Linked DNA regions of Triticum aestivum: region 1 is linked to region 2. Evidence: chromatin contacts called from public Hi-C data. All regions are on one chromosome and are shown on one strand. Each heading gives the region's core, a stretch centred on a gene start, on an enhancer-like site or on the middle of the called end of the contact. The rest is flanking DNA. Distances are from core to core; before and after follow the strand shown.

Region 1 (6,376 bases), core at 3,731-6,230, 140 kb before region 2:
AGAAATGTGCAACTGCCCACATTCCTCAGCCTACAGTTACATACAATTTTCTTTGCACAACCTTCAACTTGAGATGTGCCACTTGGTCATGTAAGAAATTACAACCTAAGAAGTGTAGATCGGTAAGGGAAAATATAACAGGCAATGACCGACTTAAGAAGTTTGTGATGCACGTCCTATTCATGCCTTAGCTTGGAGGCGCGATATGCAGCTATTTTCTTGGTAATTACCTTGTCTTGCATGTTGTCAACATATTGATAGAACACATGCCTCCATGTCTCTTTGCAAAAGAGCATGCCCCAGTATAGCCAAAACCCAAAGATGACTCCTGCTACCACAAAGCAGTACAACCAGAGTGTCTCCATATCTTCATCCTGCTTCATGTCATTCTGGTTTGATGCAGATGGGTTTACACAGTCCTGCAGCGGGAAACCGCACAGCCCTGGATTATTGCTGTATATTGAAGGATCTGGGAATGTCTGCAGCTGGCTGCCTGTAGGTATCCTCCCCGATAAACCGTTGGTCGAGAGGTTCAGAGTGCCGAGGGCCTTCAAATCTGCAAGGCTTGGAGGAATTTCCCCTGAGAGTTGGTTTTCCGAAAGGTCCAAGGATTCTAGCAATGCCAGATTGCCAACGTCTCCGGGAATACCACCTGAGAGATGGTTTCTTGACAAGTTTAGGTACCTGAGTCCAACAAGTGATGTGAGCCCTTTTGGGATCTCTTGTGAAAGGAAGTTGCTAGATAAGTCCATACCCACTATGAACGATATCGTGAAGTTGTAAAGATAACCCTCATTCTTCAGGACTATACGAAGCTGCTCTGCTGGCAGGTAGCAGTATGTGCTGTTCCCATTTTTCTGTTCTTGGATCATGCCAGTAAAGTTACCAAAATTGGATGGAATCCGTCCAGTGAACTTGTTTTTTGACAGGTCCAATAGCTGGAGTTGACGAAATTGTAATATCTGTGATGGTATGATGCCATCAAACATGTTTGATGACAGTAAAAGAAATCTTAGGTCAGGCAAGCTCTTGCTTATCCAAGAAGGTATCCCACCTGAGAAATTATTGCCTCCCAGATCTAGAGTGATAAGTTTCTTGCTTTTCTTAAGAACCAAAGGAAAGGCTCCACTGAAATGGTTATTCGCTAGGTGTAGAGACTGAAGATTCCGGTTAGGCGTCGCCAAGAACGGAACTACACCACTGAGCGAGTTGCTGGACAAATCCATGAACTCCAAATGCCGCATGTTCCATAAACACTTGGAGTTGGATAGGTCTCCATTTAAGGCATTGTTTGAGAGGTCCAGAAGTGATAACCTAGTAGAGTTGCAGAGGAATACCTCACCATCATCTGTCAGAAGTGTGCCATACAGATGGTTATTACTGACAGTTAGCCCCCGAAGTTGTTCTGGAGGCTTTCCAAAACAAGCCATTAGGTCTGCAACAATTTTGTTTTCTGTGAAGTCAATGTGCTCCAGGGTCGTGCAGTTCTGAAAGGTCATGCTGCGAAGGCTTGTAAATCCATTGTATGCAGCAAGGACCGTAACCAGTGCCCCTCCCGCGCAAATGGACGGCGGGAAGACCCCAGAGAAGCTATTTTTTGCCATGTTGATATAAGACAGCATGCTGCTATTTCCGAGCTCGTGGATGACGTCGCCTCCGAGCTGATTTTCTGACAGTAACAAGCGGTTTAGCTTTACCAAACGAGAGACTGTATCTGGTATCTGGCCATGTAAATAGTTCTGCGTCAGGTCCATGCGGTGTAATTCTGTCATGTTACCAATCTCCAGCGGGATGTGCCCTGTCAGACTGTTGTTTCTCAGGTTCAGCAGCCGGAGCTTCTTCAGTCTCCCGAATGTTAGCGGGATTGATCCAGTCAAATTGATTGAGTAGAGAGCAATCTTCGTCAAGCTTGTCAAGTTACCAATCTCTTCAGGTAGCGCCGCACCATCAAGACCCAAACCTCCCAGTTGCAGTTCAGTGAGCTGCTTCAGCCGGCCAATGCCACGGGGAATTGTACCAGTTACATACCAGTTGCTGCTGATCTGCAACTGCACCAGGCTTGTCAGGTTACTGATCCCTTCTGGAATGTTGCCATACAGACCGTTCTGAAATAGGATGAGCTTCTTCAGGTTGGGGAAAGCTGAGAAGTTGAACTTGTCAAGTGTGCCATTCAGACTCGCACCGCTGATGTTGAGGTTGACGATGGTGCTCCTGGCAGAGTTGCAACTGATGTACATCCAGTGGCAGATGCCGGTGGAGTTGGCCAATGACCATGAGCTTAGGGACTCATTGGCACCGGCCAAACTGGCCTTCCAACTCAGAAGAGCTTCAGCTTCACGCCGAATGCCGGCGCTCACCGGTGTGACGATGGCACAGAGTAGGAGATAGGTGCAAGAGAGTAGGAAGTGCTTCATGATGGCTTGGGTCTGGCTAGTGCTTTGCTGCACCACAGAATATAAACCTATACAGAAGTAGTCGGCCGGCCGGCCGGCCAGCCGGCCAGCCATTGGGATAGTTATTTACTGAACGCTTCAAACCAAGTATACAAGTCCTTATCTTGGTGATACTTTGTTTATATGAAGAACGGCCTGCAAGCATACAAATGTACATTCGACATGGCACAAGGATTATAAGAAGGTTATAACGGTGAAGGACAGGGGATTTGTTTTGATACTACTACGCAAGTTCTTTTTCTAGAAAACTGACACATGACTCTCCAGGTTTCCAGTCTGAACATTTGAAAATATATAATGATAGTCAAAGTTTTGAATGTTTAACTAGGCCCTATGACAGACCATGTAAACTCCGCATGGTCAAGATAAATTCTGAGAAAGAAGATTGACACAACTCTCAGTTAATGGCATCTCCCATAGGGTCTATCTACAGTTCATAACTCAATGGCCCAGCTCCCTAAGCAAGCAGCGTTAAAAATGCAAAGGAAAATGAATATTACATCACAAATGTTCTTTGAGATCTTCCATTTTTCTTAAATAATTTAGGGAGCAGAGTTTTCCTAACCCATGAGAAAATCTACAACTTTTGTAGGGAGCAGAGTTTTCCTAACCCATGAGAAAATCTACAACTTTTGTATTCATATCTCATAAGATGTAAGCAAGTGGCAGTAATTCCTAAAATACACAACAAGGATGATGAGGTATAGTCATCTACCATGTATTTGATCTAAAGTTGTTCTAGTGCTGAGCTACATTATACAAACAGAGAACTGACAGTGATGTGGTTAATATGTACCCACATTCTATACATTTTTTCTAGCAAAACTCACTACCGAAGCAGCTAGTCCTGAAGTTGATTCCATCTATGAACAAGTGAGTAGACCTTCCATGCAAATGCCTGCGGGGATGTCACCTTCCCGCTCTACTGTCTCCAGCACCGCTCGGTAAAGCTTTGTCCATGAGCATCCATCGCCTGTCCCAACCACATCCCAGAAAGTAGGATTGGGGCTCGGTGGGTATGCAGCAACTACTAAGTTAGTAATGCTGCCCACTTTGACAGCCGGCCGGGGGAAGTCCAATGCCAAGTTGTCGACTTTATGCTCGTAAATTTTCCCGTTCCTGTCGACTTTGTACCTGGATGTGCCACTGAAGCAGCCATATGATTCCCACGGGACACGCGGTGTGCCCCACAGTTCCCACCGGACAACTATCGAGGTTTCTGTTAGTTGCCAAATGCGTGACACATCAAGCCCAATTTCACTGAATAGTAGACGACCGTGGAATCTGAGAGCCCAGAAGATTGTTTTGTAGTTGTCGATCCCATGGAAAGTGTTCAACGGATCAACAAATGTGATGTCTTCGCTGCAATGCGACGTAAAGAATGTTTATAGTCTCCATTTTACAAGAGTGTGCCTACAGTGCATCTACAGCGAATAGAAGTTTGCAAGAAATGAAATATATGCAGTTAGCATTCCTGTCAGTGTCAAGCATAACCAGAACCATACTCGGTTATTTACTTATTTGTATTAGTACTAGGACAACACATACTGTCGCAATTGCTGATGATGGACTGTCAATGTCACTGCCTCTTGTGGCCTTGACCTCTTATAAATTAGTTAAGCCAGTTCATCAATTGATTCAATTCCAATAATGAATACGACATATTAGCAGTTAATAAAGGGCTAATGTTGGATAACAGAACAAATGCCTATCACATCCAGGACTCTGAATCATAACTCGTATGAGTGGCAAGCTCTATTATTTTTGCACGAATAGCCATTTTATGAGCACTGAAATTGGTACTAGCTGCACATCACAATTTCAGTTCAAGTTTCAGCTTTAATTCCTGGAACTGCCGAGCTACGATTTGGTTACCGAATCCGACAAAACCCACCATTAATATTCTCGAAAGAAAGAAAAAAAGGAACAAAAATAGTCACACAAGAAAAGGGAAGGCCTGCTCACCGGTAGATGTCGTAGTTGGGCTCCCGGAGAAACACGGCCGGCAGGTCGTCGCGCAGCGCGCGCACCGCCGCCCCAAGGTTGAGGTAAAAATCCGACCTTCGCGGGTCCCCGCCGCCGCCGCCGGCGGTCGCAGCCCTGCTCCTGGTCTCCGCGGACTTGGCCGTGGGGGCCTCTTGCTGCGAGGCGCTGAGGAGGAGCGGGAGGTTGAGGTGGGTCGGCGCGGCGGCCTGCGCCGGGCCGGAGCAGTGGAGCCTGCCGCCGGCTCCGTGGCTTGGCAGGCCGAGCTGGGACTTGGGAGGAGTGGGCGGCGGCGATCTGCAGGGCGGCGTGGTGAGCTTGGGGAGGAGGAAGGCCATGGCTTCCTGCTCTCGTATCGTGTCCCCTCGATTTTTCTCTCACGGCTGATCTCGATGTCTACCGCGGCTTGTCTTCTTCTCCTGCGGCTGCGAGCCCTAGGTTGAGGTGTTCCATGTAGAAGCTTCAAATTGTGTGCGAGAAAGCAGGGCGATTTTGAGTGGCTGCAGAGGCTGCAGCAAGCTTGTGTGGGATGGGAGAGAGACGGCCCGAGACGTTACACTGAATGCGGTTAAAAATTCCGACTCGGCATCTTTTTTTTTCTGAGTCGGCATCTGGCTTTTCTTCCGAGACAGGTGGCGTTGGACCCGAAGTTTGGTAGCTCAGGCCCAGTTTGAAATGTATAGGAACTAAACAGCTAAAAAAAAGTATTGTCATCCGATTCATATTACTTGTCGCTGTTTTTGCTAAAAAAAATACTTGTTGCTGCTAGAACTAAACTGAAATGTGCGCGCGTGTGTGTTCTAAAAAAATGAAACTGAAATGTCATGCAAGCATGGTTATCATTGGCGTGACATTACTCACGTCTGGACCATGAGACGATAAAGGGCTCATGAGCGTATGCAGCTGCTTTCGATTGCGATGGTCGGAGCCAGGGGTCATTGTTGCATGCCATTGATCATTGTTGATCGCTTCGGGAGTTTCTTTTATAATAATTTGGTTGTGTGCGTGCTCGAAGTTTTGATGACATATAGTTAGAGAGGTCGTATTAGCTTGTGATATTAATATACTTCCTTTTATATCAACAAAAGGTGTCAAAACCACATAAAAACTCTAAAATGGTTGTTTGTTTGAATGTTAGGTAGAACCTCATGTTTGATTTTCTCCAAAATTCATATGTAATGCTCGTTCCTTGGGAATATTATAAGCAAATGTAGAACATCGATTCCTTTGCACCAAATGGCACCAAAGGATTTCTGTTTAGAATCCTACCATCTAGTGGCTCTTTTCTCTGTGGACACTATTCATTTGTTTGATTCAAAAGAAACATGGATTTTTTTCTTTGGTTTGAGTATCAAAAGAGAAACAAAGGAATTCAAACCTTCTTTTTACATTCATATGCACAAATAACAAGACAAAGTAGCACAATATTGACTTAATCCTAGCTTTGCATCAACCTTACTATGGTTCTTATGATTCTTGTGATTTCCTTATTCCTGTGAATCAAACACCCTCCAAGTACATGTATTTGTATATCCTCCATTTTGCACATGCAATCTTATCGTATTACTATATTTTTCCCATTCCTGCATTTTGGAATCTTGTGAATCAAAGAGTGCCTAAGTTTCCTACTTTTTTCCTTTGTTGCAACATTTACGATCAAAATCGCTTAAAACTCATGGCTCCTCTATTCATACTGTTCTATGGGTGCTCGCAAACAAAAACGTATCATTTAAGGGTCAATCTGTAGATTACTAAAATACATAAATAAAAATGAATAGGATTTAAATGGATATTGATTAGCGTCAAAGAGTGTTGGACATACCAAACAGATAAAACAATAATTATAGCATGGAGTTTGATTAAACGAAAACTTTCCTCTAAAATAGGGTGCAAGGAAATCTTTATAGATAATCCTTAAAGATTATAATCATATACATGAA
Region 2 (6,026 bases), core at 2,703-5,202:
ATTATACAAGGAACCCTAGAAAAATTCGCATTTACAGGATTTGTTGAAGTTTTTTGGGCACAACTCACCCTAGACCAGGAAATGGGACTTGTTGAAGATGCTCTTAGCTACTAAGAGGGCAGCCCGTTGCATATAGCTCCCACTTGCGCAGAGTCAGGGGAAGTGTCCGAGCACCTTGGGCCTTTTGTACGCAACCTTCTTCGACATTTTTACAAGAGGCTGTTTTCTGGACTCGAACCTGTCACCTCACAGCAGCAGGCATGCTTTGTCTAATGCAGTGAGTTTCCGTGTGATATGAAAGTCTCATGGAGACGGGTCCGTCTGAAAGGGACTGAATTTAGTTCCTAATAAAGAATTGAAAAGGTACTAGTATTTCAGGTTTAACTCTTCAGAATTCCATCCGCATAATGTGCTACTTCCCTAGTAGACGCTGAACCTCGATAGCAAAAAAAAAGAAGAAAAATCGCTGCAAGACCTAAAAAAACCCCCAGAAAACAGCTTTGCTTTGCTTGTGTTCCCAGTATTACAGGATAAGCAAACCAGTTTGAGCTGCTGTTGATGTTTCCACAAACACACACACACAAACAACATTTCCTTTTTCCGGAAGGTTGAAACTACACCGACACCGCACAGCCTACCTCTAGACGGCTGAGGGAAGATAATCTTCCCCTACCTGCATTTCACAAGAGACTCTATTATTGTTGTGAATTGCAGCAACTAAACTGGGTCATATCCCCATCATGTGATCCAGGCCTGGCTGGGGAGGCACCCCCATGCCAGGTCCTCCCATGCCGCCCACTGTCACGTTATGCAGCAGTTGCTGGAGCCAGCGCCTTGTCGCGGGGTCATCCTTCGTTTCAGATATATAAACACGATTAGTATTCTGATCGGCAACTACATTTCATTTTATTTGAGTTCATGAATGAATTGGTAACGACAGATATGTTAGCATGACTCACCCTAAGAGAAATGTTGAATGTCCCATCTTTCAGCATGTCAGGGAGGCAATTATGCAGTGCAACACAGGCCCTGTGGGGAAGGACAAAAATTAGCACATGGGAAGATAGATGTAAAATCATTTGGTGCCATATGAATGACAGCACAAACCTGGGGTTATCTGACAGCCTGAGGTAACATCGGATAATGTGCTTGAGCAACCTTGTGGAAGGCTGATCAGCAAGTGAAATTACCATATTTCCTAAAACGCTGCCCACAGCATAGAAACGCTCAGGGGTGGCACACACGTAACGCAGTCCAATATCATCCAGCAGAATCTTTTGGACAATGAAGGTAGCGACCTGCTTATGCATATTTGACTAAATTAGTGAAATTGGAATGACAGCTATACATTTATCTCGTTATCTGTATAAGACCCTGTTTGGCCTAGCCTCAACTTGTGTATTCCAACCAAAGAAATCTTAAGCACCTCAAAATATTCAGCTCCTGTGGGTTATACAGGAAAGATGTTGCAAAAATGTTGGCATATTTATGTGTCCACAAAGTTTTTGATCTTCCAGTCCAAGTGATAACTGATAATAGTAACGTGATAAAATTAGCAGCATAGGTCAATTACTGAATTGCCAAAGCCAAACAGCTTTTGAGGTTTCTCGCATAATACACCTTTTATAAGTCTATAAACTGTGAAGTGGTTTTTAAGTTATTACCAGAGAGAAGCCTGGCGTGGCATAGAAGGCTATAGCGTTCCACATGAACTTCAGACAGCAAAATATAATTTTTGAAAAGAAGAAGCAATTTGATCTTTTCTAGGACTAAACAAAAAAGAAAGATTGTTCTACTTTAGACGAGGATTGAGATGGTTAGATACATACGGTTTTTGACAGTTCACTGCCCATCTCCATGGTACGCAAGCACAGAGGAATTATTTCAGTTTGCAGCAGAAAGCCAATAACTTCAGTATCATCAACCTGCATGTGTAATAATAAGGTAAAGAAGCTTCTCCCAAAGGCAAGAAGAAAACATTTGGTATTTGGAAACACATGCAGTATTCCAAAAAAGAAAGAAGAAAACATTAGATAGAACATTGCTTGTTTATAAGCTACTCAATTGTTTATGTTTACGTTACACAACAAAGTAATAAGGATGTATCCCTTGTGACCTTATTAGATTCATCGTTCATGCCAGGGTATTGGAATGAAAACAACATGAAGCTTCATTGGTTGTAGAATTAGTGAAAGGATCATGTTTAATATATAACATTGCAGAGTTGGATGCATCATACAAAATTTGTTAGTTCATGTAAAATTGTACAAAAAATTACCTTAACAAGAGCACCAATGACACCCAAGCTGGTAAGCCGCAAGTACTCAAAAGGCCTTGTCTTGCTGAATGTATTCAGGAACGGGTACAAGAACAGGGGCACATGAGCTGAAATGAACAAATGGAGGACAGAGAGAAGAAAATGAATCGCTAACAACAACAATACCAAAAGCCGAATGGCTCTTTTGTCATATCAAGCTACTAGGAATCAGGATATGTGAGATACAATGCAAATGGCTGAATTCGTTACCATGTAAGAAAGGGATTCTGGTATCAGGGTGCGATGCAACACACTGCAATTATTGTAATACAAACACACAAAATTAGACAATAAAGATACGCAATAATAAATGTAATAACATGGGTACCTTCAAGCAATTTTGTGAATGTAATCACCCCACTTTTTATTTGGAGCTGTACCTGAAGAAGTGCAAGTGCGTTGCAGACTCGGTTTGATGCACCTGCCGACAAAACTGGGGGTGAAAGTGCAGGGTAGATCGACACAATTTCCTGAGTTTGTTTCCAAGTTGTCAAATACACCAAATGAGCAAGGCAGGGTCAAACTTTGACAAGTTGCATCGAAAACAGCAAGTGCCGACTTGAAAACACTAATAGAATAGTGACTGCTTTCACAGTTCGACAATATAAACACAGCATAAGGTACATAGCTTCCAGTTCTTTTATGTAATTTGAAGCATGCAAACCATAAACATAGAAGATAGACGAATTACGCATACCTGAAGCAGTGCCGCAATTGTGCCAAAAGAGTGCCAGAGAAGCGGGGCCAGGTCTTGAAATATCTCTCGTTTCTGAAACGAATTGGTTATTGATTTACTTTGGCCTTACGAAACACCTTATATAGCATGCTAATGACTGAAGAACACGCAGTATGCAATTGTTCAGTTCATGGCAACCCAAAATTAAGCTTCAATCGCTCACTTCATGGTAAGTCCTAGAGACCACGAATCGCAAAACCCGTCCTCGTGACGAGGCGCTAGAACCCTAGAACTGGAAGAGCACGCGACGGACCTTGGATAGCTCGAGGAGGGCGTTCTCGCGCAGCTCGCGGTCGCAGAGGTCGAGCACCAGCTGCTCCGCCGACGCCATCTTCCTGGGCTCCTGCGCCGCCGAGGCAGCGCCGCCGGCGCCTCCACCGATTGAGGAGGGAGACGGCGGCGAGGCCCCTGCGAAGGAGGAGGGCTCGGAGGCGGAAGACTGCAGGTTCGCCATTACTGCACAAAAGCGGCGGAGCACCGTCACTAATTTCTCAAGACAGAAAAGACAGCAACCGCAACCAATCGAGTCGCCATTACACACGGATCGCACGCAGCCGCGCGAGCGGCCCGGTGCGTCGGCCCACGCCGCCGGCCGCCGCAAGCACGGGACGGATCGAGGAATCCGCAAAAACCAGCGCAGGTTTGGGAGATTACCGAACGAATCAGTTCGATCGACTCCGGGAAGAATCCGCTCCACCAGACCCTAGCGCGCGGAGAGGGAGGAAGAGGGGGGGAGGCAGCAGCGGCGGCCGCCTCGCCGCGCCGGTGACCTGAGGGGGAAGGGAGGTGGGGGAAGGAAGAGAGACCACGGCGAGGGGATCTCTCTCTCTCTATCTCTGGTTTATGTCCGCAGCACGGAGGACGGTCGGAGCGAGCATTAAGATCGGACGGCCCAGGCGTAACCCCGCGGTTAACACACCATCAACGGCCTGATCTACCCAGAACCCCGAGGCGGGCCCCACCGCCTCCCATGGGCCTCGGTGACGGGCCGGCCCGAGGAGACGGGTGGAGAGGCCCGGAACGGAAGGGCTGCACATTCCCGCAGCGGCGCCCAGTGCTATAAGAATGCACTCACCCTTAGGGTTTGCGCCCCGCCGCCAACTCCTCTCAGAGCCTTGCTCCCGCATCCCCGCGCCGCGCCGCCGCCGCCGCCTCCGAGCCCCTCGAAGCCCACCTCGCAGCCATGGCGGAGCAGGTAAAGGCTCTCCCCCTCTCCTCACCGTGTAGCGCTCTTCCTTTGCTCCCCCGTTACCTTGCCGGCGCCGGGTGCTTGGGATATGCGATGCGGCGCCTTCGTGCTTTTCGGCCATGTATGCTTAGATCTGTCCATGGAGAAGCATGCGTATTCCTTGCAAATCGAGTAGCATGCGGTATCTTTGCGGTCAGAAGGACTTGCTGTCGTTTGGATGTGTTCGTGGTGCGATAGGTTACTACTGTGGTAATTTTATCGACTTGTTCATTAGTTGATTTCTGCTGTTTCCGCTTAGTCGTTAGCAGCATGTCATTATCGTCTTATGATGTGGCTGAAGCTTGGTGTTTCACTGCCAGTATGGGCTCTTCTCTGATCATTTGGACCCAGTAGGATCTTGGTGTCTGTCGAGTGACAGTGTCTATTCCGAAAAGTTGTTGCAGTAGCCTTTGTATTGTTCATTTCGAGTTTGAAGTCTAGATTGTTTTTCTAGTTTGTTCTACAATAGATCATAATTTGTTGTAATTGTTCTAATGGTAGTTTAAACTTGGTATTGTGCAGACCGAGAAGTCTTTCCTCAAGCAGCCAAAGGTTTTCCTCAGGTGAGGAGTCCGATTACCTTTCTTGTGTGCTGTTGTTGTTTAGCAATGTGCATATCTCTTTTTGATCCAATGTAATGCTCGTACCCTAACAATGTTTTCTGTTCAATTTAGCACGAAGAAGGCTGACAAGGCAAAGAGGCCTGGCAAGGCTGGCAACCGCTTCTGGAAGAGTGTTGGCCTTGGTTTCAAGACCCCAAGGGAAGCGATCGATGGTAAACTATAGTAGGCCATTCCTTCTATTTTAGCACTGTTTGATACTTGAGTAGGTGATGCTAGTCTTGATGAATGCAACTATGTGTGCCTAAGATCACACTTCAGTACATTTCTCCTGGCTTTGCTAGCCTAGCCTACACAAAGAATTGAACCTAGTAAATTCTCAGTTGGTATAGTGATTGTCATTGGTAGATACACAGCCGATTTTCTTTTGGTCATGTGGAAACAATTGAGCCATGAATTGTACCATGTACTGTTTCTTGATATTTTGTTTCTAATGTCTGGCTATTACTGTGGTTGACATAAACCGTTTATAGTTAATTGTGCCTTATTTTCTGTTAAGCTTGTGACAGTGTATTAATTCCTATTCATTTCCAGGTACCTACATTGACAAGAAGTGCCCATTCACTGGAACTGTTGCCATCAGGGGCAGAATCATAGCTGGAACCTGCCACAGTGCCAAGATGAACCGGACCATCATTGTTCGCAGGAACTACCTTCATTTTGTGAAGAAGTATCAGAGGCAAGTAAACCCATTGATGATTCTGAGAACATAATGCATTGGTTCTAACCTGTGGATTTCTAACTCAAAAATCAATTGTGCACCTTGCAGGTATGAGAAGAGGCACTCCAACATCCCAGCTCACATCTCCCCCTGCTTCCGTGTCAAGGAAGGCGACCATGTCATCATTGGCCAGTGCAGGTAAAACTCAATTACTCTTGCATAACTATCCAACTTGAGAATGTTAGCCTGGTTGTTCTAGTATGTTGACCCTTGTGCAGTTATGTTACTGATACATACATGCTGTGATATTCCTATTCATCATTATATAGTTGATGTATTGATTACTGCAGAAAGCTTATTTTCTTTTGTGCTGAAGTATGTTGCTCGTGTCTGAAACAGGCCCCTGTCGAAAACCGTGAGATTCAATGTCCTGAAGGTCGTTCCAGCTGGAACCACCGGAGGCG

What was found. A called contact is a pair of places that touch in the nucleus more often than the background predicts.
Region 1: a contact with region 2 is called in a Hi-C map of leaf, with 2.9 times the contacts expected there. The contact joins the promoter of LOC123054308 here to the promoter of LOC123054307 in region 2. A contact is called at or near these places in 3 of 5 Hi-C or Micro-C datasets (all in leaf) and 1 of 1 datasets of contacts at active chromatin or transcription factors (leaf).

What each region holds. Positions count from the first base shown.
Region 1 is chr2D:537,688,670-537,695,045 of IWGSC CS RefSeq v2.1, reverse strand. LOC123054308 (probable leucine-rich repeat receptor-like protein kinase At1g35710) reads right to left here and starts at 4,980. Exons shown (of 3, transcript XM_044478043.1): 1 at 4,419-4,980; 2 at 3,337-3,815; 3 at 1-2,332. The coding sequence starts at 4,774. The coding sequence ends at 177.
Region 2 is chr2D:537,549,409-537,555,434 of IWGSC CS RefSeq v2.1, reverse strand. LOC123054307 (CCR4-NOT transcription complex subunit 9) reads right to left here and starts at 3,952. Exons shown (of 10, transcript XM_044478042.1): 1 at 3,708-3,952; 2 at 3,307-3,509; 3 at 3,015-3,086; 4 at 2,698-2,787; 5 at 2,528-2,570; 6 at 2,279-2,385; 7 at 1,830-1,925; 8 at 1,108-1,298; 9 at 960-1,029; 10 at 477-850. The coding sequence starts at 3,507. The coding sequence ends at 728. It overlaps LOC123054306 (40S ribosomal protein S11), which reads left to right and starts at 4,118. Exons shown (of 6, transcript XM_044478040.1): 1 at 4,118-4,248; 2 at 4,804-4,844; 3 at 4,956-5,056; 4 at 5,436-5,580; 5 at 5,671-5,760; 6 at 5,962-6,026. The coding sequence starts at 4,237.